Linked DNA regions of Mus musculus: regions 2, 3, 4, 5 and 6 are each linked to region 1. Evidence: chromatin contacts called from public promoter capture Hi-C data. All regions are on one chromosome and are shown on one strand. Each heading gives the region's core, a stretch centred on a gene start, on an enhancer-like site or on the middle of the called end of the contact. The rest is flanking DNA. Distances are from core to core; before and after follow the strand shown. Region 1 holds the start of Myo1d (myosin ID). Region 2 holds the start of Taf15 (TATA-box binding protein associated factor 15). Region 3 holds the start of AA465934 (expressed sequence AA465934). Region 4 holds the start of Slfn9 (schlafen 9). Region 5 holds the start of Slfn5os (schlafen 5, opposite strand). Region 6 holds the start of Fndc8 (fibronectin type III domain containing 8).

Region 1 (4,725 bases), core at 623-3,122:
AGTTCTTTCTCTACAAACAATCACCATGAAATCCAAGAATCCTCCTCAGAAAGAAAGCTACACACAGGAGCCAAACTGCAGGCCAACCTGCTGTGCCGTGCCAAGGATCAGGGTGGCTTTCTGAAGGCAGAGGTGCTGCAGGAAAGCGATCAGGGTGCTGTCCCCTCTCTTGGCAAGTGTGGCTTGTTGGCAGCTAAAACATGCCAAGGTCCTTCAGCCTAGTTTACTCATCTCAAATTCAGCCACAGAGCTGAAGTCCAGCCAGGGCTTGGATGCTCTTGATTTCCTAATAGATTCTGCACAGAACATGGTCCTAACAGACACAGGCCCAAATATGTGCAGGTACTAGACAATGCCCCTTACAATGTATATCCATCAGGAAAATATAGTCTATATTTGGAAAAAAAGTTTTTTAAAAAAAAATTTATTTATTTATTTTATGTATGTGAGTACACTGTAGCTGTACAGATGGTTGTGAACCTTCATGTGGTTGTTGGGAATTGAATTTTTAGGACTTCTGCTCGCTCCAGTCAACACTGCTCACTCTGGTAGGCCTCACTTGCTCAGTCCCTGCTCTCTCCAGCCCAAAGATTCATTCATTATTATTCATAAGTACACTATAGCTGATTTCAGATGCACCAGAAGAGGGTGTCAGATCTCATTATGGGTGGTTGTGAGCCACCACGTTGTTGCTGGGATTTGAACTCAGGACCTTGGGAAGAGTAGTCAGTGCTCTTACCCGCTGAGCCATCTCACCAGCCCCTGAAAGAAAAGTTTAAAAAAAAAATATTTATTCACCTTTATTTTATGTGACTGTGTGAGTCCCTGCATGTATATATGTTCCTGCCTGGTACCCTCAGAGGTATGAAGAGGGTGTCTCATCTCCTTGAACTGGAGTTACAGGCAAAGCTATTGTTGTGGATGCTGGGAAATTAACTCTGGTCCTCTGTAAGAACAGCAAGTGCTTTTAGCCACTGAGCCATCTCTCCAGCAACACCCCTCCCCCCAACAAAAACCATTTTAAGAACACCCAGTGTGTCTTGAAATTGGAGATCATAACTCATTACAATCTATGGAACTAATTTCATGGATTTCTTATTTATAATACAAACTACTACTATAAGCTTCTTGGAATGTGTAGAGAGTGGAGGTGGGGGATATAAAAAAAAAGTTTAGGACATGGTCCTCTATGCTAGAAGCTGCAATCATCCCGAGGAGATGATTCATACATTTTTTAAAAAATTACTAGTATAAGGTACTAGTCTGATGACATGCTCACATGAGTGGAAAAAAATGGACCACTGGAAATGAAGAGTAAGCCATGTGGCTGAATGCTGGGGTTCGTAAATCAGATGACCTCCACGAAGTCGCAGCTCCTCCACTTCCTAGCAGTGTGACAAGTTACTTAAGTTTGCTAAAGCACTTAGAACAGCTCTAAACATTTCGGTGACCTGGAAGTATTCTCTACCATTGCCATAACTATTCAGCCACCATTTCAAGGATGGATGGCACATGAGCACAGAAGAATGTGAGGGAATCATAATGGATAATTCGCGCCAAAGCCGCTCAAGTTATAAGTTTGTAAATTTGTAAGTTTGTTGGCATCTACTAGGCAGGGGTTGAAGAAGGCAACAAGGCCTATTCTACCCAGAGTCAGGTCCACACGGCTCCCCGCCACGCTAGATGCCCGTGCCTGTCTTTAGGGGGCGCTGCCGCTTAGCCGCCGCGGCTGGCCCAGAGCGCGTCCCCGCCCCACGCGTGCGCGCCGCCCAGGTGAGGAGGCGGCTGGGCCGGGGTTGGGCGGGCTCATCGGCGGGGCGGAGCCCGAGCGGCCGGGGCGGGGCGGGGCGGGGCCCAGCGGGACCCAGGCTAGAGGCGGGACCAGCCGCCGCCGTCTCCGTCTCGCCACCACGGCCCCCACACAACCCGCAGCCACCGCGGGAGGAGCGGAAGCCGCCGGCCTCGCCCGTTCAGAGCCGCGCCGGCTGGAGCTCTGAGGAGTGGCGGCCGTCTCTCTCGCTCTCTCTCTCTCTCCGGCCCGACCCCGCCCAAAGGTGCCGAGCACCCCCGCCCCAACCCGAGCGCTCCCACCTGAGCCGGCGCCATGGCGGAGCAGGAGAGCCTTGAGTTCGGCAAGGCGGACTTCGTGCTGATGGACACCGTCTCCATGCCCGAGTTCATGGCCAACCTTAGGCTCAGGTGAGCGCGTCTCGACAGCCATGCCGGGGTTTCCCGAGAGGGGGCGCTGCTGAGGATTCGGGGTGACCGGGGCGAGCAGCTCCCGCGAGTGAGTGCGGCGGGGTGACAGGGGGTCCGCGGCGCTGGGTGGTCACGCCTCCCAGAGAGAGGACTCTTCCTTGGTGCGGCCTTGGGACTCCAGGGTGTGATGAGGTCTAGGACTGCACTTTAGGGGTCTGGGGTCGTCCCTGTGTGGTGTCTTGATTAGGGGCATGCTGGGCTTGAGGTCGCTTAGGGGTGCACCAGCCCGCCCTGAGCCAGGTAAATGATGTGGGCGGGACCGGGTGACTTAATGGAACAAAAGTAAGGGAAAAGAAAAACTTAGGAGCGGCGTGATGGCCCTGGCAGCCCCAGGAAAACTGGAAGGTTGTTTTAAAAGAGCCTGGCATCTATCTCCTGCTTTCACGCTCGATTTTCTTTTCTCGTTTCTTTCCTTCCTCTTCTTCTTCTTCTTTTTTTTTTCTCTTTTCTTTCTTTCTGGCGTGGTTCCATCCTACCATTCAGGATGCTATGGAGTGAACCCTAAGCTGTCTGTTCCGGGACACGGGCTATTTTTTAGTTACTCATTCGACGTAATTAGACCCGTTTCCAGACATCGAAGAGACTGCTGTACTTGCCAGTGCCAAGATAAACTGTCTGAATTTGACAAGGCGTCCATGGTTTCAGTTTTTTCAAGGAGTTATGTATGGATGGAGCCTTTGTGTTACTGACATCTTTGAGAATTTAGTTACAACACAATGCCCCAAAATGGGCTTCCAAGAGGAACTTATTTTAGAAAGTCTTCTATACGTAATTATTTCATTTTCAAACAGTAATATGTAATCTGAGTATTAAAGTGTTTTGACTTTAAAAAAAAACTGAAACGGAGTTTCAGCTTGAAGCGTGTGCTTACTTGTTTATTTGTTTGTTTGTGTTTTCCCGGAAGCTTTGCTCTGTCTGTTACTTGTAAACTTTATAGCCAAATATCACTTTTTAAACTTAAACCTGAAAATCATAATTAGGTTTGGATATTTACCTCAATTTTACTGTCAACTACAATTCTGTAATTTTTAAAAAAACCTGTTTTAATTTTTAAATTAACAAAACAAATAATTTCATATGTTCTGTTCTGCAATATGGCTAGGGTGAACTTGAACTTTTGCTCCACCTACCTTTACTTCCTGCTGGGAGTACAGGTATGCACTGCTGCACTTGATTTCTGTAGTGCTAGGCATCAAACCCAGGGCTTGGCGCATTAGGCAATCACGCTATCAACTAACAAACAGGGCTGCATCATCAGCCCTCATCTGTTCTGCGTCAGGCTTCCTTGTGTCTGGAGCAGGAACACTGGCCTGCAAACTACACATGCCTGCCATAAACTGGCCTTGTCTGTGGCCCTCCGTTTCCAGGAGTTTTCAGTGCTTGTATTCTAGGACTCCCCGGGTTTCCTAGGGTAGTGCTCTCAAGATACACAGAGTATTCCTAAATAGAATGTTGCGGAGTTATATGTAGTCCCCCAGTGTCCCCAGAAAGTCTATCCCAAGAGTCCCCGTGAATTCTAGAATCTGAGGATACTCACCTATCATCCCACCTACTTCTCAGGGTGTGTGTGCGTGTGTGTGATGCCGGGAAATGAGTTTGAGGTCAGTCTGGAGAGTTTTTCAAGGCTCTCTTTTAAAAATTACAATCAGAGGATTCCTGAGTTGTATAAACTGACATAGCAGAATACTAGCCCCTTCATATATGTGGGTCATGGATTCCAAGAAACCCCCTAGTGGATAAACTGTATATGCTGTGTTTTTCCCTTTAACTACATACCTGGTGATGAAAAATGACTCATATAAAACAGAACTATTATGACAGTAAGAAAAGTTAGATGGAATTTCTTGCAGTTTCTCTTTGTGCCATATTCACCTTCATTGATACTTCATCTGAAATTGCAGAGAATGAAGTTTTGGATAAGGGAGTCTTATTTGCATATAGCCTGTATACACATACCATCATATATACATATGTATATATGTATATATAGTCCTTCTCAGTCTTGGAGACTGAACTCTTGTTCAATCTTTTTGTGTGCTCTATCACTGAGCTGCCTCTCTAGCCCCTCTTGTGTATGTTAAATCATTGTATTGTGTTACTAATAATACCCAATACAGTGTAATGCGATGTAAAGTGTTGCTGCTATTACTAAGAGCTAATGACAAGAAAAAGTCTGAACCTGGTCAGCATTGATAAAATGTTTTCTCTAAATCTTTTCAATTCTCAGCTGATTGAATTTGATTGACTCTGAGAGTGTGGCACCAACAGTTGCAGAGTCAACTACAGATTGTATCCAAAGCATTATAACAGCATGTTGCACTTTTTTGTTTCATTGTTAGTTGGTTGTTGATTTTATTTTATTTATGTATTTAGTTTTTGTTAGTTTCCCCAGATATAGCCTCAGAAGTAAAGCAGTCCTCTTTAGATTCCTGAGTCCTGGGATTACTAACATGTGACACTGTGGTT
Region 2 (4,725 bases), core at 983-3,482, 2.7 Mb before region 1:
TTCATTATCTGGCTAACAGGTGAAGGATTCACTTGTCCTTAGATTTGCAAGACCTATACTCTCTATCAGTTAACTGCCAAAATAGCTCTATGCATACCACACTGGCTTCTACATTTTTACCATGGGTCTTTCTGCCACAGCAAACATCTAAATAAGTCAATTAAATTTCTAAGTGTAGTCTGGAATGTTTAAAGGATGTAGCTTATTAATAATACTAGTTACTTACAGGGGGGGATTTATTCTGTTAAGTGTATTAATTTAACACACATTAAACAAGTCACTTATTCAAAAGTCAAGGTATTTCATATACATCACAAAACATATTAAGTTGTATATAACAGTAAGAAAAAAATCCTAACTTAAGCCTTTAAATTTAAATCTTTCATTGAAATTACTCAGTCCTATAAAAATGTCATTGTCTTATATAAATAATTACAATAAAAAACCAACAGTGTGGACCAAATGTAGCAAGCTTGCAATGCCACTCAGGAAGCTGTTAAAAGATGATGAGTTCAAAGCCAGCCTAGGACACACTGGAAGATCCTGTCCCAAACAATCCCTGAGCACTGCTTACACTGAATCTTGGTAATTCCTACATGAAGAGAGCTATTTAATTTTCTAAGTCACGGTTAACCTACATATACCCTTCCTAAGGATGCACTTGTACATCCTTTTCTGGACCTTTACCTGGAAAAAATATGCCAATTTCTCCTCTGGAACTAATAATCCCTTGTTTGAACAAAAAGCAGAATTTAAAAAGAGCTAACTTCACTTCAGCCTAGCTTTTTCCACCATACAGGTACCCTACCCAAAAAGATGAGATTTCTAGCTCCTCAGTATCATTGCTAATCTGAGGGAAGACCATCATTCTCTGTCCCGTCTTTCTCGCTCCTTTTGAATCTTCTCCAATTGCAGATTTGATCATACACATCCCTCCAGGTGGACTGGGAAAACCTTTAGAAAAGGATTGCCAATTAATTAATAAAAGGGCAAATCTTCCAAGCATAGTGGTGCACACCTTTAGTGCCAGCGGTTAGGTGGATCTGTGAGTTTGGGGCCAGCCTGGACTCCATATCGAGTTCCAGTTGAGCCAAGGATACCTCATGAGATCCTTTCTCTCATAAGTAGGTGAAAAACTACCAAAGTCATTATGTCATCTCAGCCATATGGCTTTAGGCAATGTTTTCCTCAGAAGTAAAGAACTCTCGTTCTGGGTCTGTCTTTGCCACCTGTAAGTGTAGCCCAAAGAAAGGACCTTATGTGGTCAACTGGAACTGTTAGAATTCAGAGGACTTTTAAGTTCTGGTTTAACAGGACCCAGACTGCCTGTCCGGAGGGGGGAAAGCCTCACTTCCACACAGCAGTGGCCTCTATAAATACTAATTTGAGGAAGACGCTGTCCTTGGTCTCTAAAGTCTTAAGGGAAATGCCACGAAGACCTAAAAGTGCTCGTCAGTAACTGGCAAGGCTTAATTCTAAGTTCAGGAGATTAACAAGTGGAGGAGGGAGTACAAAGGTGAAGCCCAATAAACAAACACCGCCCCGCAACCCCAATGGTTACAGCAGAGGGAATGACCGTAGCGCGACTTCGGGTAAGGCAAAGTGCTTCGAAAAGGGCTCCCAGAGCGTAAGACTCCCACCTGATGAATGGGTGAGTCAGGAAGGCCCAGCTCCACTTCTCGGATGGGGAAACAGAGGAACGAGGTGGCGAGACGACCGGCCGGAGGCCTCGCTGAGAGATCTGAGTCGGCGCGGAGGACCCGAAGCCCCCAGTCCTCAGGCTGATGCTCAGATCTCGGCTCCCCCCGCCCTTACGATGGCGTAGACGGGCCTCCGCCCCCCCCCCAACTCACACACACCCTCCCCGGGGAGCTGCTCATCTCCCCAGGTTCCAAGGGCAGGATCAAAAGAGCTCCGGGGCGCTCCCGCCGTGATTTGTAGCCAGGGAGCGTTGGGAGCGTGCGTGCCTCCGGTCCAACATGGCGGCGACGCGGCCGCCCCCCTCCCTCCCCCCACCCCAGCCTCCCTCAGGCCGGAGTCTTTCCCTCGCGGCCCTCCGGTGGGCGGGAAGACGGCCAGAACCCACCGGACCCCTTCTCGCCGCTGCCGCTGCTCGCTGACGGAGTCACCTACCCGACATGACTAACAGCCGCGGCGCGGAGCCCCGCCACGGCCCGCGGAGAACAAGGAAAACGAAAAGCCAGGCGGCGCGGCTGCTGGAGCTGCTCTGAGGGCGGCGCGGCGGGCTGAGGCCGACTGCGGGCCCTCGGCAGCCAATCAGCGCGCGGCAGGCGATACCACTGCGCCGAAGCCGGAGGGGTGATTCCACGCCACTCCGTTCCGCCGAGCCTTAGAGTCCTCCCGGATCTCCCCTCCGCGACCGTACCATTATTGAGAGGGAATTGAGAGAGGAAAGTACCAATGCCCTCCTGGGGCTAGGGGAGGAAAGCGAGCCAGCTCGCTCCGCCCCATTCACAACCCCAGTTCTAGTTTTACCGGGTCTGGTAGACTTTGAAGCTATGAAGCGAAAGACGAGGCTCCCCTTTTATAAATAAGAACTTAATGCCTGGGAAAGTCGATTCTTCCTTTAAAATCGGGAATGGTGTGGTCGGCCTCGCTCGGGCTCTTGCTGCAGAACTTGAACCACTTGGGGGCGTCCCGAGTCTGGGCAGCGAGCGGAACGAAAGTCGTGACAAGCTCCATACCTGATCGCCTCCGGGGCTGTTATAACCACCTTGTCCAATAAAAAAATCGAAGTGAGACCAGAACAAAAATGTGACTTCAGTCTAAGTCACGCGCATAACTGGCTCCGGGAATAAGGAGACACGGGAATGGATCTTTCTTAGTCCTCTGTAACAGCTAACTCTTAAATTGTCAGCGCCTTACATCATCTCATTTAATTCGCACAACAGACTGATGAAATAGTTTCCCCCAGTTGCGGATACAGCCGGATAGCCTGAGGCTAACCAAGGGCAAAGGTGGAATTTTGAAGCCTGGTAACCAGACCCTGTTGCTAAGGGGTTTTACCGGAAAGCCGTAGAGTAAGCTCAGTTGGGAAAAGGGCTTGGAAAACTCGAGAATCTGCAAGGACATTTCCCCGAGTGAGTGACACCTGAACGAAGACCTGGGTGATGAGTTATTCAAGTTGAATTGGGCAAAAGATCTGTCCAGACTTGGTGTAGAACAAGTAATTTGATATGTTTGAAGTGTAGCCTCCAGGGGAGAAAAGTTGAACTTGCCAGAAAAGTAGGAGGGTATATAGCTGAGGCCTCTTAGTTTGAACTTTGTCCTGAAGGTGGTGGATCCACCCACTAGAGAACTTCAAAAGGTGGAGATTAGATATGTATTTTCCAGCTGTAGAATGAAGAATAGGTTGGAGTTGCGAGGTGCCTAAAAGTGGGAGAGAGAAGCGAGACTAAGAATTTTGCTCAGTGATCCAAGCCTGGCCTAACATGCTTGAGTCCCTGGGCTCAATTCCCAGCACTGATAATTTTTAAAACCAATTGAGGTAGCATGGCCCAGTACTAGAAAGTGGAATCAGGAGGACCTCTGAATTTGAGGCCAAACTGGTATACATAGTGAGTTCCAGGACACACAGGACTGCAGAGGGCCTTTTTTATTTTTGTCTTAAAACAAAATATTTTAAGCAGGAAGATCACTTGAGTGGCTTAATAATAATGCTAGTGAGAGAGATCGCAGTGCACTGGACTCATAAAGTAACTGCAGAGGGAAGTGCAGAAGTCACAGACACTTAGGAGGCCATGAAAGCCTATGCAAGAAATGGCCAGATAGAGGTGTCCTGCACTGTGACAGGGACCAAGCGGAAAAGACTAGAATGGAGCAAAGAAAGGGTAAGTTCAGAATTGATACCTTCAGGTCAGAAAAGAGCATGAGGTCCTTTCTCCTCATTGTATCTGTATAGACAGAGGATTTTAGGAACCTTTAGACAGGACCAAAAGGCAAGGCTAAAGAAATAAAGAAATAAAAGTTCTTTCATGACTATGAGCCATGGTACTTTAGCATCTGTATCGAGGAGAGGAACCCAGAGAAGAGCTTATGCAATTGTAGAGAACCAGGCTACAGGAGAAAGAAAGATCTTCTGGGTTCTAATTTTGTTTTTGTTTTTAAGAAAGATATACAGAGTATTGCTCATCTTTGACAGTGTAAGTTTATATCATTATCCAGTTTCCATTTCCTAAGATCTACTCTGTGTGTAGAACCTGGGAAACCCTAGAGATAGAGAAAGAAACCCAGCCTGCTGGTCTCAGAAACTGCAGTCACATAATATAATAGGCAGGGTGCAGGCCTGTGGTCCCTACCAGACTTGAATGTTCCAGGGGTGGAAAGTGTTCTAAAAATAGGACACTTCATCCATAGGAAGGTAGCCTTATGAAGGAAAGCCTCCTGCATGAGGTGCTGCCTAAACTGAGCTATAAAGAAAGATCAGGAACTAGCCAATAGGTTCTCCAAGGCTAGCAGCTGTGATAGAGCACTTTGGGTAATATAAGTGCCCCTGATTGGGTTGTCAATGGGGTTCAGGGATGATGGAAGATAGAAATGGGGGGACCGAGGTGGACATTTGGACATGGAGATGCATGTGCATAATCCAAGCCAGATGGAGGCTGAGGCAGGAGGATCCTAAGTTTGAGGCCATCTTGGATGACAAAAACCCTAGAGAGAAGCGTGGTGGGGGACAGGCTACTTCCTGAAAGGTCCCGTATGCTT
Region 3 (4,725 bases), core at 1,283-3,782, 2.5 Mb before region 1:
GTTTCAATACTTTCCACTATGTGGTAAATAACTGCTATATAATAATAAAAAACTTAAAACAAGTTTTTGGGTTTTTTGTGGGTAGGGGGCTTTTTTGTTTTCACAACACAGAGTGGAGAAGCATTTATCACTCAAAAAAAGTTTTTAGAGCCAAGCACAGTGGTGCACATCTTTGATCTCAGCACTTGGGAAGCTGAGGCTGTAGGAGCTCTGTGAGTTTGAGTTCTACACAGTGAGTTCCAGGACAGCCCTCAGAGCTACATAACAAGACCCTGTCTCAAAACAGCAACAAAAAGGTTTTGTTGTTATTTACATGAGTCCAACCTCCATTTATTTTGACAAAATCTTAGGGATATTTGTTAAGAGACACATAGTCTAAAAAAGTAGTAGCTGTAGAAAAGATTTCCTATTATCCATTTAACATAGAATTCAACTGCCAAGGAAGATAAAAGACATAGTCACAATGTCGGGCACAGTGACTCGTGCTTGCAGTTCCAGCTACTCCAGTGGGTAAGACGGGAGCCAAGGAGTCCTGAGCAACACAGGAAAGTGTACAGTGAACAAGCAAAGCTCTACATCATAATTTTTTTCCTACCAGAAACTCCTAATTTCAGTCAAAAACTCTTGAGAGTCAGTACAGGGGAATGCCAGAGCCAAGAAGTGGGAGTAGGTGGGCAGGGGAGTCGGAGGGCAGGGTATGGGGGACTTTTGGGATAGCATTGGAAATGTAAATGAAGAAAATACCTAATTTAAAAAAATAGCTTGAAGGAAACCTAAAAAAAAAAAAAAAAAAAAAAAAAAAACTTCTTGAGAGGTTAGGGTCTTCTAAAGCTCTATACCACTTAATAGCAGAATTAGGAAGGTCTGAATACCAGGTTTCTATTTTTCCATCTCTAACTTCTCAACATCCACCCTTTACTAATAATAGGTGAAACTACAGGCACTGGAGAGATAGCTCAGTGGTTCAGAGCACTGGCTGCTCTTGCATAGGGTCAATAACTGATTTAAAGCTCATCTGTTTCACAACACTGTGATTCAGTGGGTCTTCTGCCTCTGTTTTCCCTGGATTCCAGCACATATATATGCTGACTTTAAACCTATAAAAGTGTAATTCAGTCACTAAAGCATCCACTTTCTCCCCATGGTCCAGGAAATAATATACAAACTACTGTGGTATTCAAGGGATTTCAAAACAATGAATGAGGCCTTAGGTCAATTCCCAGAAAGACCATCACCACAACCAAACAACCTCCAAAACAACAAAAATCAAGCCAGGGGCAGTGGTGGTTACACCTGTAATCCTACTGCTTTGGGAGGCTGGGGCAGAAGAATCCTGAGTTTGAGGCCATGGTGGGCTAGCTATACAGACTCTGTCTTTAAAACAAAATAAAGGGGCTGGAGAGATGGCTCAGTGGTTAAGAGCACTGACTGCTCTTCCAGGGGTTCTGAGTTCAATTCCTAGCAACCACATGGTGGCTCACAACCATCTGTAATGGGCCTCCTCTAGCATGTCTGAAGACAGCGACAGTGTACCCATATACATGAAATAAATAAATCTTTTAAAAACAACAAAATAAAAACCCCAAAATAACCCATTTACCCCTTAACTAGTTAATAACATAATCCTAACGAATCTTACAGACTACCCAACCTAGACTATTAAAGTTCTCAAATCTACTATTAGAGCTTGTGTTCCCCTGCCCCAGAGAAACCCTTCCTGCTGTCAGCTCTGCCTCTCCATACTGCTGCCACTTTACACAGGAAACCTTATCTCGATTAATCCCAAAGGAAGGCTCTGCCCTTTGAATTACAGAAGCAAAGTTTGTGAAACCGATTCCGCTTAAAGATCCAGACAGACATGGTGGTACCTGATTCCAAGTTCCTGCCATGCCAGCAGGTACCTAGTTCTCTGCCTCACAGCACTCATCTCATGGCAACTGGTGTGCCAACTATGCGCCAGTTCACGAGTTTTCCCCCATCTCTCCCACCAGCCCCATCTCACTGAGTTCCTAAAGAACTGGGGAAGCGTGTTAACAGCCTGGAACAAAAGGGTTCAATTAAGTGACCTTGGTAAGCCTAATCCCATGGCTTTTAATTAGAAATGCATGAGCACAATTTATAACGCCATCTTACCTCCAAATGTCACACGGATAAGGACCATACCTCGGGCATCTTCAAGCACTCATTCCCCCATCCTCTAATTCATGGCGCTCTGCACAGATTCCTTTGCTGACCAGAGAGGACTTACACACAGGTTCTCAAAGCAAAAAAAAAAAAAAAAAAAAAAAAAAAAAAAAAAAGATAAAAGTCCAAACCCGCCAACTTCGGGAGCCTGAAGCCATCCTTGGTAGGGAAAGAGGACTGAGGACGGAGTCGGGGCTTCAATCGGCTCCCAACCTGGATTCTTCATTCCGCAGTCTTGGACAGGGACAATCTGGGCTGCAGAGGATGACCCGATGAGCGCTAGGACACTGCGTCCGGGGCACACTGGCTTCCCGCGTCCTCTCCCCTCCGCCTCTTCGGGCCTGCATCCCACAGCCCCGCGCGCGTCAGTAAGCCAATCCCACGGCAGCCAGAGCTTCACGTGACAACTATAAGGCGGTGCCTGCATGAAGAGCAGCCAATCGAAAGGTGAAGTGAAAGCAAGGGGTGGAGCTGACCTAAAGGTGGAGGCTGCTTCCCCGGGCTTTCTAGGCGTCTGGGTCTGTGTCTCGCGACTTAGGCCTGTGGTTTTTGCTCAGAAAGCGACGCTGGTTTTCTTCTTACACAATTCTCTACTCACGGGACTCCGGGCGACTGTTAGGCGTAGTGATTTTACCATTGCTTCGATGGAGAATGGGGAGAAGAGAGAGACTCCTATCTTGAACACTTTTTAAAAAAAAAACAGATTTTAAAAATGATCTATTTGTGATTATACATGTGTGTTTTGCCTGCATTCGTGTCTGTGCACTATGCCAACACAGAGCCCGCAGAGATCAGAAACAGGTATCAGATCTTCTGGAACTGGAGTTACAGATGGTTGTGAGCTGCCATGTGAGTGCTGGTAATCAAACCCTGGTATTGGGCATTCTAAATAATTAAAGATGCCCTGAGAAAAGTGCAGCTAAATATCAAATTGCCAAGGCCAGCACGGACGATCTCCTGGGAGAAGAGACATTTCATTTAGGTCCTGAAGAGCCTTAAGATCTCCTGATTCCCCCCTGGCGTGGTGATGCACGCCTTTAAACCCAGTACTTAGGAGGAGGCAGAAGCATATCTTAGTTTGAGACCACCTTGATCTAATAGGGAGCTCCAGGATAGTCAGAAGTATAGAGAGACAGAAAGATCAAGAAAATTATTAAACTCAAGATGAGTTAGCTGAAAAATCTAGTTTTCCAAATGTTGGCAAAGCTAAAAATCATTGTTGGGGTGCTTCTCAAAATTCCGTGAACTCTAGAAACAAGCAAAGACCTGTTAATCGTCCGTCGTCCAGTGTAAAAAAGTAATAGTAAAAACTCCAAATTGATTGTGACCCATAACTGACCCAATAGAATACTTCAAGCACTCCAGGAACAATTCTGAGTCACTGCAAAGTTTAAGGACTCCTGTGTTAGTGATAGGAGATTAGGAAGACAGGCTGAGACTTTGCTAAGAGCACAAACCAGTTGGATGCAAACTTGAAGAGTAGAGGGAGACTGAATATTTCAGAGGCCAAGTAATGAAGTGATCAGAGTAATATTTAAGGAAACAGTGTACACGCATGTTCAGAGTGAGACAGTGTAAACACTCCGAAACTGATTTCAAGAGCTAAGAAGAGTTAAGTGATAATGACAGTGGAAATGGAGAGGTGACAAACAAGGATTGTGATGATCAATAGGGGATTGGCAAAGGGTCTCAAAGAAATAAAAGGGAGCATAGGAAGTAACAAAGTGTTGCCTATACTAGACCATCTGTCTTAGTCAGGGTTTCTATTCCCGCACAAACATCATGACCAAGAAGCAGTTGGGGAGAAAAGAGTTTATTCAGCTTACACTTCCATACTGCTGTTCACCACCAAGGGAAGTCAGGACTGGAACTCAAGCAGGTCAGAAAGCAGGAGCTGATGCAGAAGCCATGGAGGGATGTTCTTTACTGGCTTACTTCCCCTGGGTTACTCAGCCTGCTCCCTTATAGAACCCAAGACTGCCAGCCCAGAGATGGTCCCACCCACAAGGGGCCTTTCCCCCTTGATCACTAATTGAGAAAATACCTCACAGCTGGACCTCATGGAGGCATTTCCCCAACTGAAACTCTTTTCTATGTGATAACCCCAACCTGTGTCAAGTTGACACGTAAAACCAGCCAGTACACCATCCAAATATGGTTTAAGATCATCCTTAACCCTCATAGTTGAAAGACAGAGAAGAGAGTGTTCTTTTGTGTGTGCTATTTTCTCTGCCTGAGTTATCCTTCCTCTTTCTGTCTCCATTCTCAGTTTGACTCTAGCTCAGACATCATGTCATTTAGGATTCTCATCAGGGCAGCACATACATAGCTAGCTTTCTGGAGTGGCTCCTGGGTACATTGGTCCTGCACACGCATGTATACACACACACACACACACACACACACACAAGATTAGAGAAAAACTAAGAAACAGACTTTCAATCTATCAGTTTCCCTTCTGCAAAGAAAAAAAAAAAAAAGGTTAATAATAGTGTCTAACTGGAGAGATGGCTCAGTGGTTAAGAGCTCTGACTGCTCCTC
Region 4 (4,725 bases), core at 1,157-3,656, 2.2 Mb before region 1:
TATCTTTAACCATGCATGTATTATGTATGCATGTATGTATGTGCGCATGTATGTAACAGTAACTATTTATGCCCACCCTTGCTCTGAATAAGGACACAGAGACTCATTGTATTTATTGTAAGCTTTGGGCACTGTAGCTGGGCAGATTCTCAGTTACGCTAACCCAACAACAATGGCCTACCCTAAATCTCACTGTAAGGGCCCAAAAATTGCTGAAGGAAGACCCCAGACTCAGCTAGGATGCAAGGGTTACCATTTTTTCCAAGTAGCAGCACCCACAGAAACATTCCTTATAACAGGACTGCTTCAGTGCTTCTGAGATAACAACAGACTTCTAAAACTTAGGGCCCATTCCAAGGGGTTACAGAAACCAAGGTGCAAAAATAGGAGCTAAGATATTGACTGAGTTTCTTAAAACTTCAAGGATGGTTTAGTTTTAAGCTAAAACTTCTCCATGACCCTACAAGCTAGTAACCAATGATGAAGTTAAGGCAGATCATTGCTCCTAGTGCATATGCAGGTAGGCATTCTCTGTTATAACCTCTTATTCAGTTTATGATCTGACTTATGTGCAGACCTGCAGAGAGTATTTTCACCAAGTGAACACTTGCTCTGAGAGTCTTCCAAGTACTGAGAACAAAAGGCAGAGATAAGTGCCCCACCCCCTTTCTCCCTGAGACTTCAATTTAGGGAAGAACAACTCCCTGCAGAGACTTTACCTAGCCTCCCTCTGTGTCAGGAGGTGGTGGAGAACAATGATTAGAAAATACTAAGACAGGATAATCTTCTAAATAATGACAATACCAAAGTTTTGCTGTAATCAGATCTCTGTCAGGATGGAAATTAGCATTTGCTTAACACAAGGATAGTCTCTATATGTGGTACACAAAAACTTCACTCCAACACAGGAGGTGTCTTAGTCAGGGTTTCTATTCCTGCATCATGACCAAGAAGCAAGTTGGGGAGGAAAGGGTTTATTCGGCTTACACTTCCATACTGCTGTTCCTCACCAAAGGAAGTCAGGACTGGAACTCAAGCAAGTCAGAAAGCAGGAGCTGATGCAGAGGCCATGGAGGGATGTTCTTTACTGGCTGGCTTTTCCTGGCTTGCTCAGCCTGCTCTCTTATAGAACCTAAGACTGCCAGCCCAGAGATGGTCCCACCCACAAGGGGCCTTTCCCCCTTGATCACTAATTGAGGAAATGCCTTACAGTTGGATCTCATGGAGGCATTTCCTCAACTGAAGTTCCTTTCTCTGTGATAACTCTAGCTGTGTCAAGTTGACACAAAACTAGCCAGTACAGGAGGGTACATGCATCTGAGAGCAAGTGTTCAACATGGCCAATGACATTGACTCCCTGGAACTGGAGTTACGGGGTCCCTGAGCCAAAGGTGGGTGTTGGGACTCAAACCCAGGTCAACCACAAGAGTGTGCTCAGAGTCTCTGAGCCATCTTCCCAGCCCCCGTAATTATCACAGTTTTGTATTTCTACATTTTATAAGCACCATAATATAGTTGTATCTTTATCTTTTCAGTAATTTTTGAACACTGAAAAAGATAAATTACCTTTTAATATTCACTTAATTACTCCTGTAGTACTGGTTTTATTCATGTGACTCTAAGTGTTACTCTGGTACAAATTTCCATCAGCCTTTAACATTTTTTGTGACAAAGGTCTCCTGGTGACCAAGCCCTTGCTGAATTGTTTTGTTTCACCAGAAAAGGACATCATTAGTTTCTATCCACTAGGTGAAGTGGTGTGTGTGTGTGTGTGTGTGTGTGTGTGTGTGTGTGTGTGTGTGTGTGTTGAATTCTAGGTTGACAGTGTGTATTGAATTCTAGGATGACAGTCTTTTTCATTCAACACTGTACAATCTGGAAAATTAGAATTTTAAAGAAAAAGGACTATGGTGGTAAGAAAATATACTGAAAGGGGAAGTTTGGAACCATGGAAAAACAGGTTTTTAACTAGAATACACATCCTGATGCAGTTAACGGTGTTAACCATGTGTAACAAGTGTACATGCAGTAGGAACACAGAACAGATGAAGATCTGCAAGTACCAGGGGTTAACAGTGGTTAGTTCTCAACTCTGAGCTCAGGAGGTGAGATCCTCACAAAAGCTTCACTCTCACTCTGCTTCCCCCAGACCAGCATGAATCTGAGCTCCTTCAACAGCCCTTCCACAGCAGGGAACCCCCTCAGGCTGAGAAGGCTGTAAGTTCTTGCTATAGGGAGGAAGCCGCCCACAGCCAAGGATGGGGGCTTATCTGGAAAAAGGGCAGCAAGACAGATTCATCAAAACCAGCAGTGAGCTCAGTCTGGCAGCATGCCTGCAGCCGGCCAGAAAATCCGAGCAGTTTCGTTTTCCCAAAAACAAGTAACCCAACCACTAGAAGAATTGAGCCAATTCGCTGTGACCACTGCTAGCCAAACCCATGCTAGACCCGGGGCTGCTCCTCTGAACCTCACAGACAGGCGACCAGTCCACAAATGAAACACCACCTGGCCACAGACCAGAAGATTCTGGGCCGGAGGCTGAGTTCGGGAAGGAAAGGGAGACTTACATTCCTGCCTGTTTCTAAATTCTGCTTTCCCAGCCGGCCAGGGAACAGCGATCAAAAGTCTTTTCTCACAAAATGAAAGTGGTGAGTGAGAGCCACAGAGCTGCGACCTTCAAGGGAGCCAGGGACAGAAGGGTGGCCCGGTGCCAGAGGAAAGGGCCTGGAGAAGAGCTTATCTCCTTTCGAACAAGTTTTATGCTGTCTTGTGTAATTCGTATGAATAGATTCCATAAATTAGTTGGTAAATAGGTACACTTGGGCCGGTGACAGAACACTGGGATATAGGAAGAGCTAGGAGGAAGGAGGAAGAAAGAAGTGGGGAGAAAGCAGATACCAAAAGAAACTAAAAACACCAAGAACAATCCGAACGCCCAATATGGCTAAGGTTCAGAATTATTAAAGTTTAGTTTATTAAGCACATATGAGTTTCAAGCTTCCCGGTATTTAGAAGGCTTCCTATTGGTCTCTGCCCGCGGGCGGGAGAGGGTGGGTGGAGAGTCAGGCAGTGAAAAGGAAAGGCGGGAATTCCACGCCACCTCCGCGCGCTCTGCGCTCTGGGATCCGGAGCGACCAGGACCTGGTGAGACCCTCAGCTCCCCTCCACCTTCCCCGAGGTCCAGCACACCAGAACTGGAACCTGAGCAGCCCAGAAGCCAGGGTGGCACCACTGTGTCTCTCCTGTCTGAAGACCCGGATATTTTCTCAGACTTGGCGACACGTTCCTTTAAAAGTAGGTGCTGAGGACTGGAGGGGCCTGGGAGTGAAAGGGGATGATTCCAGTGGGTGAGAGACTGACCAGCCCAGCACAGGAGAAGGGGGACCCAGATGGGTGAAGGGATGGGGGAGGGAGGCTGTCTCTGTCACTCTAGCTTGCTCTGGCTGGCAATCTCAACAGGAAGTCTCTGAGCTGGTAGAGCCTGTTACTCTTAGTAGGTGCAAGTTAGAGTACAAGCTTTAGGCCCCAAGGTACAGCTTGAAATGACAATGTTGAAAGGGATTCTGTAGATGCCACTGAGCGACCCCTCTCTCTCTAAGATACTGTCTTTAACTGAGCAAGGAGCCAAGAGGCAGAAATATAATTGCTACTATCTAACCCAGGGTTTATAATCCAGAAGCTATGGAAAAGAGCCTAAAATCCGGGGATTTCAGTTTCCCAACTAGCACACCTTCTAAAGCCTGTTTCCTTTCTGTCCTGATTCCGCCTAAGATGGCCAGTCCCAATTTGTTTTGCCCAGTATACTGCCCCAGCCCTTCTAGTGCCTTGTGTGTTCCACTCTTACTTTCTACACACAGTCATCAGAGGCCTAATCTTCCACCGACTGTTTATATGGTTGTGTAAGGGAGACAGGATCACCTTTCTGCAGGTCTCAGGGAATGGTGCCATTACTATAGACCAGTTGTCCCACAAGCCCCTACAATCCTTCAACATTGGCAAACATCCTCTAGTTCAGCCTTATTCTGGGTCACATGACAGTTTTAGGATTTTACTCCCTAAAAAAAACTCAATTATATAGGTCTGGAGAGATGGCTCAGCGTTAAGAACACTTCTTGTCCCTGCACAAGACCCAGGTTCAATTCCCAGCACCCATATGGCAGTGAGCAACTCTCATAACTTTGGTCCTAGGGGATCTGATGCCCTTTTCTGACCAGGCACCAGGCAGGAGGTATACAGGCATATAGGCAAGCAAAATACTCATAAACCACTGAGCCGTCTCTCTGGGTCTGTTGTCTTTAATTTTTATGCAAATACTATCATAAGGTAATGCCTTGCTAGAAGATTGTTTTTTCAAGTCATTATTACAATTTACAAATTTGTAGATTTGTTTATTGTTGTGTCCGGCCAGCAGCTCACAGGTCTGGGTTCTAGCCCGGAAAGGCATTTTGGAAACCTGGAAGAGAAGAGGGGCTAGGCGGGGCGAGATAAAGACGGAGCTAAGACAGTCATCCTGATCAAAGCTCAATTTTACTGTTCCAACAAGCAGTTATGAAGCAGGGGAAGGGGGGCCCGATTCCCGCCAAATAATCCTGGAGTCCAGTGGCAGGGTGACCACGTGTATGGTTCCGGAACAGCAAAGCGGCGGGCTCCAGCAGTGGGCGTGGCAGAACAATTGAGCGGGAAGCTCCATCCCAATGTAAACAGTGGAAACTGGGCGGGCAGGTT
Region 5 (4,725 bases), core at 845-3,344, 2.2 Mb before region 1:
CAAATCATCCCTGGAAATGAACTCTGGATTTTTGTTTGTTTGTGTCTCCCAGAAAAGTTTGCTCTGTTTGGCTCTAAATATTGAGTTTCAGAGAAGCCGAGCGTGGTGGCACATGCCTTTAATCCCAGCACTCGGGAGGCAGAGGCAGGTGGATTTCTGAGTTCGAGGCCAGCCTGGTCTACAGAGTGAGTTCCAGGACAGCCAGGGCTATACAGAGACCTAAAGCAAATGACAAATGAGTATTTTTTCAGCAACGGCCTTCGAAAGGCTGTTTGAACTGGGGAGCGCACAGAGAGCAGAGATATTTGACTTATGTTTGCATACTGTGGTTACTAAATTAAGTGTGGAGTGATGCCAGGCTTAGACTCTGTACATTCTTCCTCTTCGGCCCTCTACCTTCCAAACCACTGCACCCACACTTTGGCACTTTGACGGTAGTAACTCTGGGTCCCCACAGGAATAGTATTAAGGCGGAGTCAAAGATTCTGAATAAATAAGTCATGTAGAAGGCAAAGATCAGAAACAGCAATGCCGATGAAAGGCAAAACAGGAAGCAACTCGACAAGCTAAACTGAACTGGACTCACCCTGAAATCATAGCTTGCAGTTTGTGAACTTACATTTCAAACTATGTCCTGCTAAAGATGGACACACTCTCTCCCCCTCTCCCCTTCATGCTCCCTCCACACACCAAGATCAAGCATTTCTGCCGGTGGCTGTGTTAAAAACAAGGAAAATATCTGAGTCTACGAGAAGTCAGCAGTCATCTCATAATTAGCTCTTTCCTGCCTACCTCAAACAACCAGTCCTTCCTGATACACACACACACATACACACACACACACAGAGAGAGAGAGAGAGAGAGAGAGAGAGAGAGAGAAAGGATATCTCAGTGCCAGCTAATTGCTCTGCTGTCTCTTCCTACTGTCTACATCCCCCATACTCATATTTGCTTGCCCTGAGTGTGGCTGATTGTACATGAAATGTTTTTGGTGCTTAAATGTTTAGATCAAAGAGCTTCAAAGACAGCTAGAGACCAACCCAAGCTAACTGAAAACTGGCATCTTCCTATCAAAACACAACCTTTACAATATACAGATGTGTCCTTGCCCTGGAAGCCAGACAGAGCAGAGCATTGTAGAAAATGGCCGTCTCAGATCCCATTGGAATGATCCCAAACACAATACTTCTTTCCATGCCTGAAAATCGGTGAACACTCTCCAACACGACGTGACTACCCAGACTATCCAACCCCTCCCTGACCTGCACTAGTAAACTGGGCTCCTCAGCGAGCTGAGACATGGACCTCCTCCTCATTGCTAGCAGAAGCTTGTCTCTACATTTTTCTATATCTCTGGCTCTAGTGAAAAGAACAGCAACATCCGTGAAATAGCCAGACCTCCAAAGACTCTGGCATTTCTCTGCTACATAGACTGACATCTGCTCCAAATTCAAGTTATCAGTAATCTCTAAGTTGCCTGTGACATCTGGACCCCATTCAAGTTCTTCACCCACCATCAAGGCTTCTTGGGGGACATTTGGGGGAGGATTTTCTCTGATTTGATGCATTATATCCTGAAGGTAGCTGGTTATGTTGTCTCCGCTGCGGAGCATTCTGGTGAGCTTCAATAACGGCTTCTGGTGTTGGAGCTCAGGGAGGCCACTGCAACACAAGTGATTGATCTGAAAGTAATCCAGAAAAATGTAGAGAACTCCTGGGCCATCTCTCGCTCTCTGAGTGATGGCTTTGGCCTTTGCGTACCAGTTCCCGTCCTCCGTTCGGAAATTCTGAGCTTCGTCCACGATGATATGTTGCACATTATCAAAGGTATTTTTCATGAAGGTTTTCCGTGTCACTGCCTGGCAAACGTTTTTCCTGATGCAAGTGTAAGAAACACAGTCAGATTTCCTCAGCTAAGCAAAGAAAGGCAGCCCAATAGATAGGAATAGTTCCTGAGCATGGAAGCAACAACCCAGAGCTTAGCCCTCGAAAGCCACGCCCATTCAAATTGCCCACCAGAAAGAAATGAATAGTCAGGTTGCTTACCTCACAATGAACCTCTTCAAGGACTGGTTCTCACAGATGTAAAGAATGTTGTCAGCTTGACAGTTGAACACATTCCTGATCTTCCCCACGATCATGAGAGCTAGAGTGGTCTTCCCTGATCCAGGTAAGCCGTGAACAAACATCTCTCTGTGCTTGCTCAGGTTAGTTGAAAGCAACCCGTACTGTTGGTCTGAGAGCAGGGCCACAGTCTCAGACTCCAAGTTTAACTCTTCATTTAACAGGGGTCTGAACCCAAACAAGATGATCACAAGAGATTGCAACAGAGCTTCCACCTGCTGTGTGGTTATGAAGTTATAGGATTCGGGGTACACTGGCATTTCTAAGTCATTCCTTACTCTTTGGTGAGAACCCAGTGGTAAGACCAAGGGAATGATGCCTAATCTTCCAGGGTAGCCACCCATGTTCACCAGCTTCTGCTTCAGGGTACGGGCAACTTTCATGGAATAGTGCCTGTTCCCCAGATCCCACTTGTTGCAAATGGTGTACAGGATTGGAACGTTGTTCGGGGAAATCAGAAGAGCGTCACAGATGACATCTTGCCTCCTCTGAAGACCTAGATCTACAGCCCAGCTGTGGGAGAAGATCAATATCCCTTGAGAGAAACAGCGCATTTCCATATTTATTAAGTTTCTTAGTCCTCTGTAATCTGCGAAGAGGTCCTTGTAGACGCTCTCTGGAGTATATGTAATCCTGTTGGGTGACACTAGACAAGGAAAGAATCGGAATGAATCAGAGACAAGCTAATAATCACCATTGCTGTGGGAATCTTTCTTGAATAAGCACTCTTGAATAATCTTTCTTGAATAACACCAATGAGAGTGGAAGAGAGGACCAGTGGATGAAAAGCCTTCATGCCCGTGCCATCTGTAATAACGCATTACACTTTAAAACCACTAGGTGGAGGGAGCGAGCAAGCAAGATTTTATAGAGTATGTGGCAGGCAGCAGGATTTAGAGGGCCAGGACTTATTTATTTATTTGTCTATTTATTTATTAACTGTTTCTCCAGGTCATTCTGTTTCAGATGGCAAGTGAAGCCCTGCTTGGCCAACAGATGTACAAGCAGTGCTTTAAGTAAATCACTAAACAAATCAGTAGCTAGTAATTAGTCTTACTCTACCATTATATGATGTAGATCTCGATCTTTGAGCTCTATCATGTATCAATGATCAGTTTTATATTAGTAACAAAAAGAGAAGCAATCTTGAGTCTGAGGGAGCCCATAACCAGCTGTGATCAACATGGACTACACTGAGAACACAGTAGCCAAGGCAGCAAGAAAGAACCTCTCTTGGACTATGAGAACACTAGTGGGAAGGTGGTGCATGCCTTTAATCCCAGCCCTCGGGAGGCAGAGGCAGGCAGATTTCTGAGTTCGAGGCCAGCCTCTACAAAGTGAGTTCCAGGACAGCCAGGGCTACACAGAGAAACCCTGTCTAAATTTGTCTTTGTTCTATGTCCTGCAAAAGCTTAATGGTGAAACAACTAAAACCAAGAAAAATCCAGAAACACCAGAATGTTTCAAAATATTTTCTTATCAATAAGAGAACCTAGAAAATCTATGAACAAAGTCACAAGATGTACCTGGACATGGTCCACACTCAGCCCTGCACTTGCACATGGCACATGGCAATAATGCACTCGTTCTCACTGCTAATGTTGGATGCTGCAACTACATTGCAACATACTTACCCACTGTGGTAATGGTTGTAAGCCATCATGTGGGTTCTGGGAATCAAATCCAGGTCCTCTGAAAGAGCAGCCAGTGCTTTTAACTGTTAAGCCACAGCTCCAGCCCCTCTCTGCACTTTCCATAGGTGGTTTTGTATGGACTCAAAACAAGGCTTTTCTCCCCCAAATATGGAAACAGTCAACCTGTTCCAAAGTGGCCAGAAACAACAGTTACCTGGAAAGTAATCCTTCTGCAGGTCTTCCACACATTTCAAATATTTATGTGTGAACACGGTCTTGCTGCAGGGTGTGGTGTTTAACATACTCTTCCAGGGGATCATCTGAGGGAAACTGGAAAGGTCTGAGGAAACATGAAACAACCGTTGAGTACACAGAGGGCAGAAAACGCCTCTTAGCTGAACCATTTGCAGATATTTGCATTTCCAGCACAGATCAGCTAGAAACCAAACCCAGGTTCTCTGCCAGAACTGCCCATGCTCCTAACCTCTGAGCTACCTCTCCAAACCTTTAATAGTTAATCATATTGAAATAAAATTATTGTATATTTTTAGAATACTATTTTAAGTATATGTGAATAGAAAATGTGACGGTCAATGGTCTAGGATTCTGAATAATTTTGAAATGACCTTTTTGTTTGTTTGTTTTGTTACTTTTTAATTGGTTATTCTGTTTACTTTTCAAATGTTCTTCCCCTTCCCAGTTTCCCCTCCACAAGCCCCCTATCTCCTCCTCCCTCCCTGTTTTGTTACTTTTGAAGTTACCATTGGCTTCCTCTCATCTAAGCCCATTTTGTCTTGCCTTTTCTAAAGCAGATGCCTATCACATCCCTGCTCTCTGGCCTGGCAGTATGGTTAGTGTCATACTGTGGCTCCTGAAATGGGAAAATGGAGAAACCGTGGTTTGCTCATGAAAAGCTCAGAGAAAGGATTTTTTAAAAATGTGTTTTTTGCATGTTGGGAGTTGACTC
Region 6 (4,725 bases), core at 1,545-4,044, 2.1 Mb before region 1:
CCCATTTGCTTGATGGGCCATATGCTCTCTTTCAGCTCTAACCCACAAACTCCTGAGACAGCTGGATGAGTCTAGAATACTTACCCCTCAGCCCACACTGGACATTTAAAGCAGATGTTCTTTAAGTCCGGTATGTATAGACTGAAGTGTCAGGATGCTGACATCGTTTATTCAGACTGTCCTAAGAATCTCCATTTCAGAGTCCCCTACTGGAGCTGGGCAGTGGTGGCACATACCCCAACACTCAGGAGGCAAAGGCAGGCAGATCTCTGAGTTAGAGGCCAGCCTGGTCTACAGAGCAAGTTCCAGGATGTCCAGGGCTCCACAGAGAAACCTTGTCTCAAAAACCAACCAACCAACAACAACCGGAACAACAAAACAGACTCCCCCACTGAAAAAGCTAGCGCTAAAGTAGGCACAGAAATCCACTGGACTCTGGACTGCTTGTGGAACATGTCTCTTTCCTGATTTCCACAGCAGCCCTGCTAGATGAGTGTTAGCCACTGAAGTTGGCTGAGGCCATTTATCTAAGATGTAGAACTTGGATTTGAACTCAGGACTCCTTGCCTGAGATTCGCCCCTCCCCCATCCTATCCTCCACCCCTTAAGTAAATCATGAAGTTTCCTACAAACAATGGATATCTTAGTCAGGTCACAATAGCTAATGGTGACCTAGAATGGACACATTTCTCTCTAACCAGCACACAGTCTGTGGATCCCAGTAAAAATTAAGTATGAAACTTTTTGTTTGGTTGGTTGGTTTTGTTATTGTTGTTGTTGTTTTGTTGTTTGTTGTTTTGCTTTTGGTTTTGTTTTGTTTTTGTTTTTTTTTTTTCGAGACAGGGTTTCTCTGTGTAGTCCTGGCTGTCCTGGAACTCACTCTGTAGACCAGCTGGCCTCAGAACTCAGAAATCTGCCTGCCTCTGCCTCCCAAGTGCTGGGATTAAAGGCATGCACCATCACTGCCTGGTGTATGAAACCTTTTTAAAAAGAAATTATAAACTGGAGCTGAAGAGCTGGCTCAGCACTTAAGAATATCAGTTCTGTTCCAGAAGACCTGGGTTCAATTCCCAGCACCCACATCGCAGCTCACACCTGCCTGTAACTCCAGTTCTGAAGAACCCAACACCATCACACAGATATGCCTGCAGACAAAAGGCCAATGCATATGAAATAAAAATAAATTTAAAAAAATGAATTACAGGATCTGGAGAAATGGCTCAGCAGTTCAGAGCACTGACTGCTCTTCTAAAGGTCCTGAGTTCAATTCCCAGCAACCACATGGTGGCTCACAACCATCTGGAACAGGATCTGATGTTCTCTTCTGGAGTATCTGAAGACAGTGACAGTGTACTCACATACCTAAAACAAATTTTTGTTTGTTTGTTTGGTTTTTTTTTGTTCGTTTGTTTGTTTTGAGACAGGGTTTCTCTGTGTAGCCCTGGCTGTCCTGGAACTCACTCTGTAGACCAGGCTGGCCTCGAACTCAGAAATCTGCTTGCCTCTGCCTCCCAAGTGCTGGGACTAAAGGCATGTGTCACCACTGCCCAGCAAAAAAAAAAAAAAAAAAAAAAAAGCAATTATAAAAGATTTCGATGGGCGGTGGTGGCACACACCTTTAATCCCAGCACTTGGGAGACAGAGACAAGCAGATTTCTGAGTTTGAGACCATCCTGGTCTACAGAGTGAGTTCCAGGACAGCCAGGGCTACACAGAGAAACCCTGTCTCGAAAACAAACAAACAAACAAACAAAAAAAGATTTCATGTCTGGGGCTGGAGAGATGACTCAGTGGTTAAGAGCACGCACTGGCTGTTCTTGTAGAAGACAGAGTTCAATTCCCAGCATCCACATAGTAGCTCAAGACAGTGCTAACAGAACATTAGATTAAGCCCAGGGCCCACTCACGGGTCACTTCAATGAGATTGTACTATTTCCTCAGTAGTCACCCTGCACACCGTTTCCCTGGAAATCTTCCTCTAAGAAGTCTCCCTTTTTTGCACCATATCCCAAGCTATCCCAAGCCCTTGGTTTCTCAAGCTGCCCTGTGACGGCATTTACCAGGCTGTACTGTATCTCCTTTATTGTCTGATGCCCCCCACCTCTGACACCACTGGCACCAGGCGTGACATTTTTTTTGGAGGCAGGGACCATGTTTCCCACCTCTGCATCCCCCAACTTGATGCTGGGTCATATTTCTCACCAGGAAGCAGAGAGTTTTGTGGTATGAAGCAGAGAAAATTCAGACTGACTTAGCAGACCAGTGAACCTCAGCTGGAAGGCAGGTGGGGCATTAAAGTGAGAGAAATGAGGGAGAGAAGACAGGGGTAGCAGAGAGTGGCAAGCAGAATAGGAAGCACCCCCTGGCTAGTCCAGGAAGGTCAGCTAGAATGGGGAACCCACATCCTCTCAAAACTGATGTGGGGCTCAGGGCGGGTGCATGGGGAACCTCCTGATATGTTCTTCCCTGAAGGACCCACCACAGTGGGCTGCAAAGCTTCTCCAGCCTTAGAAATGAGGACCCCAAATCGTGTCTTACATGACATCGGTGTTTTCTTCCTCTGAGAAGCTGGCCAAGCTGCGTCTTGACGGGAGCAGGAGGCCTTTGGTAGCCATGGACCGGTTAATAAACTTAGGATTTGGACAGGGCTTTGGCAGTTGGTCAATCACATTGATAACATTGAGGGCTTCCTTCTTCGGTACAGCCTCCTCTCCACCCCCCACTTTACAGAATACCGTCGCCATCTGGTGTGGGTGGGGCGCAGGGTTGCCACCACCCTCCAGGACAACCAGCTGGCAGGAAGCAGAGAAAAACTGAGGCAAAGGTCTCACCCTTCATTTGGGTGAGAAGGTTTGCAGTGCTCTGACTTCACAATCATCACAGAGTGTAACAATCGGGGGGCCAGCCTCCCCTTGATAGGAAGTTTGCTGTGCAGCTGGACAGACCAAACGCCTGGGTTAGGGGTGGGCTTGAGCCAAGAAAGAAACTTGATGGCCCCTTCCAGCACACATGACCCTCTCTAGGTCACGTTTGTGGTCACAACTACTCGGTCCTCTTCTGAGGACTTCAAAAGGCTTAATTGCCTGTGCCTCTTTAGAGCTGTCCAGGAAGGGGTAGCAGGCTAGTGGCACAGAGAACACCACTTGGCCTGAGCCAACCAGACTTTGAAGAGAAGGCCTTTGCCTACTGATACTTCTAAGGCTCTCTATCCTGGGATCTAAGCAGCAAATCCCACCATAGCCAGTAACGCAGGCACAGTGAAAGCTTACTGTGGGTTGTAGCTCACAGAGTAGCTGGTTTCAGGGCCAGGATTCCAAACACCTTGAAAGATTGAGAGACAATGGTGAACATGAGGAGATATTTCTAAAAATGAGCCCTGCAGCTGGATATGGACTGGAGATTCAGTTCTGTGCTTCCTATCTGTATAAATCAAAGAATAACAATCTTACTGAGCCCAAATTCCTTCAACTACAAAATACAGGCAGAAATAGAACCTCACTCGTGGGTTTTGTAAAACTGCTTTATTTCTTCCACTAGATGTGGTTAAAAAAATCAAAATAGTATTTTATATACTCAAGCATTTCCCTACTTCCATTAAAACCTCTGGAAAATGTTGGGCTAGACAAATGGCTAAGTGGTTAAGAGCACTGACTGCTCTCCCAGAAGACCAGTACCCACATGGTGGCTCTTAACCATCTGTAACTCCAGTCCAAGGGATCTGACCCTCTCTCTGGCTGCCTTGGGTACCAGGCATGCCAGGATTGCATAGACATCCATGCAGGCAAAACATCTATATACGTAAGATAGAACTTGATAAATTTGGAAAATATAGGGACACAGGTACTCTCTGTGAACTTCGCTGGATCTCAGCTTGATCATACAATCTGTAATGATCTGAATTGATCCACTTTCATTGTCTTCCTAACAAGAATGCTACTAGAAGTCAGGGATGCTTCACTCTGTAAATATTGAGTTAGGTAGAGTGAGTGTCCCCTAGCTTTGCAAATAGAGGCTGGTATACACAAGAGACTCGTTGGAAGACTCGCTGGACACACAAAATGTGTGTGTGTGTGTGTGTGTGTGTGTGTGTGTGTGTGTGTGTGTGTGTGTGTGTGTGTGTGTGTGTGTGTGTGTGTGTGTGTCGGTGTGTGTGCTTGTGTCTCTGTGCATGTATGTAAGCTCTAGGTGTGCTTGCAGGTGGCTGGCGCGAGTCGCAAAGCCTCTGTGTTTGCCCTCATGGTCAGCAGATGGCGCTGCAGGCCTGGCCTACAAAAGACGCTCCAGTCCCGGAACCCGGAAGCGTCGGCCGGAGGGGGCGGGCCTAGGGCGCCTAGAGTCTTGCGAGTTGGGAAGGGTTAGTGTCCCTCACCTCGACTTGCATCCTCTTCCCGCCCCTTCGTCCCGCGCTGGCACGCCAGGACCTTTTCCCTAAGTAGAACTGAGGAATGCCCAGAGTGGGGGACTCGGCGAGCGCCCAAGTGACAGAGAGCCCCCAGGGCATCCTGGGTTTGTAGGGACTATGGGCATGCTCAGGGCAGGGCTGTGCCCGGGCCTCACCGAGGAGACCGTCCAGCTTCTCAGAGGCCGAAAGATAAAAACAGGTGACCTCATGGGCACTACCCCGGGGGTCGGCACCGTGGTCGTGGTACACATACGGGGCCTTTTGCTCTAACAGGATGGCCGCACTCTTCCTCTGACTTTCTGAGGAAGCTGGGTTCGCAGGAG

Evidence for each region. Promoter capture Hi-C pulls out the DNA fragments that hold promoters and counts their contacts.
Region 2: a promoter capture Hi-C map of liver shows a contact between it and region 1, with 3 times the contacts expected there. The contact joins the promoter of Taf15 here to the promoter of Myo1d in region 1. A contact is called at or near these places in 2 of 39 promoter capture datasets (hippocampal neurons and liver).
Region 3: a contact with region 1 is called in a promoter capture Hi-C map of trophoblast stem cells, with 11 times the contacts expected there. The contact joins the promoter of AA465934 here to the promoter of Myo1d in region 1. A contact is called at or near these places in 10 of 39 promoter capture datasets (the 3T3-L1 cell line, 3T3-L1-derived adipocytes, frontonasal cranial neural crest and 5 more) and 1 of 115 datasets of contacts at active chromatin or transcription factors (astrocytes).
Region 4: a promoter capture Hi-C map of liver shows a contact between it and region 1, with 4 times the contacts expected there. The contact joins the promoter of Slfn9 here to the promoter of Myo1d in region 1. A contact is called at or near these places in 2 of 39 promoter capture datasets (both in liver).
Region 5: a contact with region 1 is called in a promoter capture Hi-C map of liver, with 4 times the contacts expected there. The contact joins the promoter of Slfn5os here to the promoter of Myo1d in region 1. A contact is called at or near these places in 3 of 39 promoter capture datasets (the 3T3-L1 cell line and liver).
Region 6: a contact with region 1 is called in a promoter capture Hi-C map of liver, with 7 times the contacts expected there. The contact joins the promoter of Fndc8 here to the promoter of Myo1d in region 1. A contact is called at or near these places in 5 of 39 promoter capture datasets (the 3T3-L1 cell line, hippocampal neurons, liver and 1 more) and 1 of 115 datasets of contacts at active chromatin or transcription factors (extraembryonic endoderm stem cells).

Annotation. Positions count from the first base shown.
Region 1 is chr11:80,777,172-80,781,896 of GRCm38.p6, reverse strand. Myo1d (myosin ID) reads left to right here and starts at 1,872. Exons shown (of 22, transcript NM_177390.3): 1 at 1,872-2,199. The coding sequence starts at 2,105.
Region 2 is chr11:83,470,615-83,475,339 of GRCm38.p6, reverse strand. It overlaps Taf15 (TATA-box binding protein associated factor 15), which reads right to left and starts at 2,232. Exons shown (of 16, transcript NM_027427.3): 1 at 2,134-2,232. The coding sequence starts at 2,140.
Region 3 is chr11:83,289,506-83,294,230 of GRCm38.p6, reverse strand. AA465934 (expressed sequence AA465934) reads right to left here and starts at 2,532. Exons shown (of 3, transcript NR_028363.2): 1 at 2,398-2,532; 2 at 2,134-2,257. AI450353 (expressed sequence AI450353) reads right to left here and starts at 801. Exons shown (of 1, transcript NR_028364.2): 1 at 1-801.
Region 4 is chr11:82,989,511-82,994,235 of GRCm38.p6, reverse strand. Slfn9 (schlafen 9) reads left to right here and starts at 2,406. Exons shown (of 5, transcript NM_172796.2): 1 at 2,406-2,648.
Region 5 is chr11:82,958,050-82,962,774 of GRCm38.p6, reverse strand. Slfn5os (schlafen 5, opposite strand) reads left to right here and starts at 2,094. Exons shown (of 3, transcript NR_045932.1): 1 at 2,094-2,170. Slfn5 (schlafen 5) reads right to left here. Exons shown (of 6, transcript NM_183201.4): 4 at 3,973-4,098; 5 at 2,047-2,770; 6 at 1-1,875. The coding sequence ends at 1,071.
Region 6 is chr11:82,890,214-82,894,938 of GRCm38.p6, reverse strand. It overlaps Fndc8 (fibronectin type III domain containing 8), which reads right to left and starts at 2,794. Exons shown (of 4, transcript NM_030224.1): 1 at 2,539-2,794. The coding sequence starts at 2,744. Rad51d (RAD51 paralog D) reads left to right here and starts at 4,315. Exons shown (of 10, transcript NM_011235.4): 1 at 4,315-4,601. The coding sequence starts at 4,520.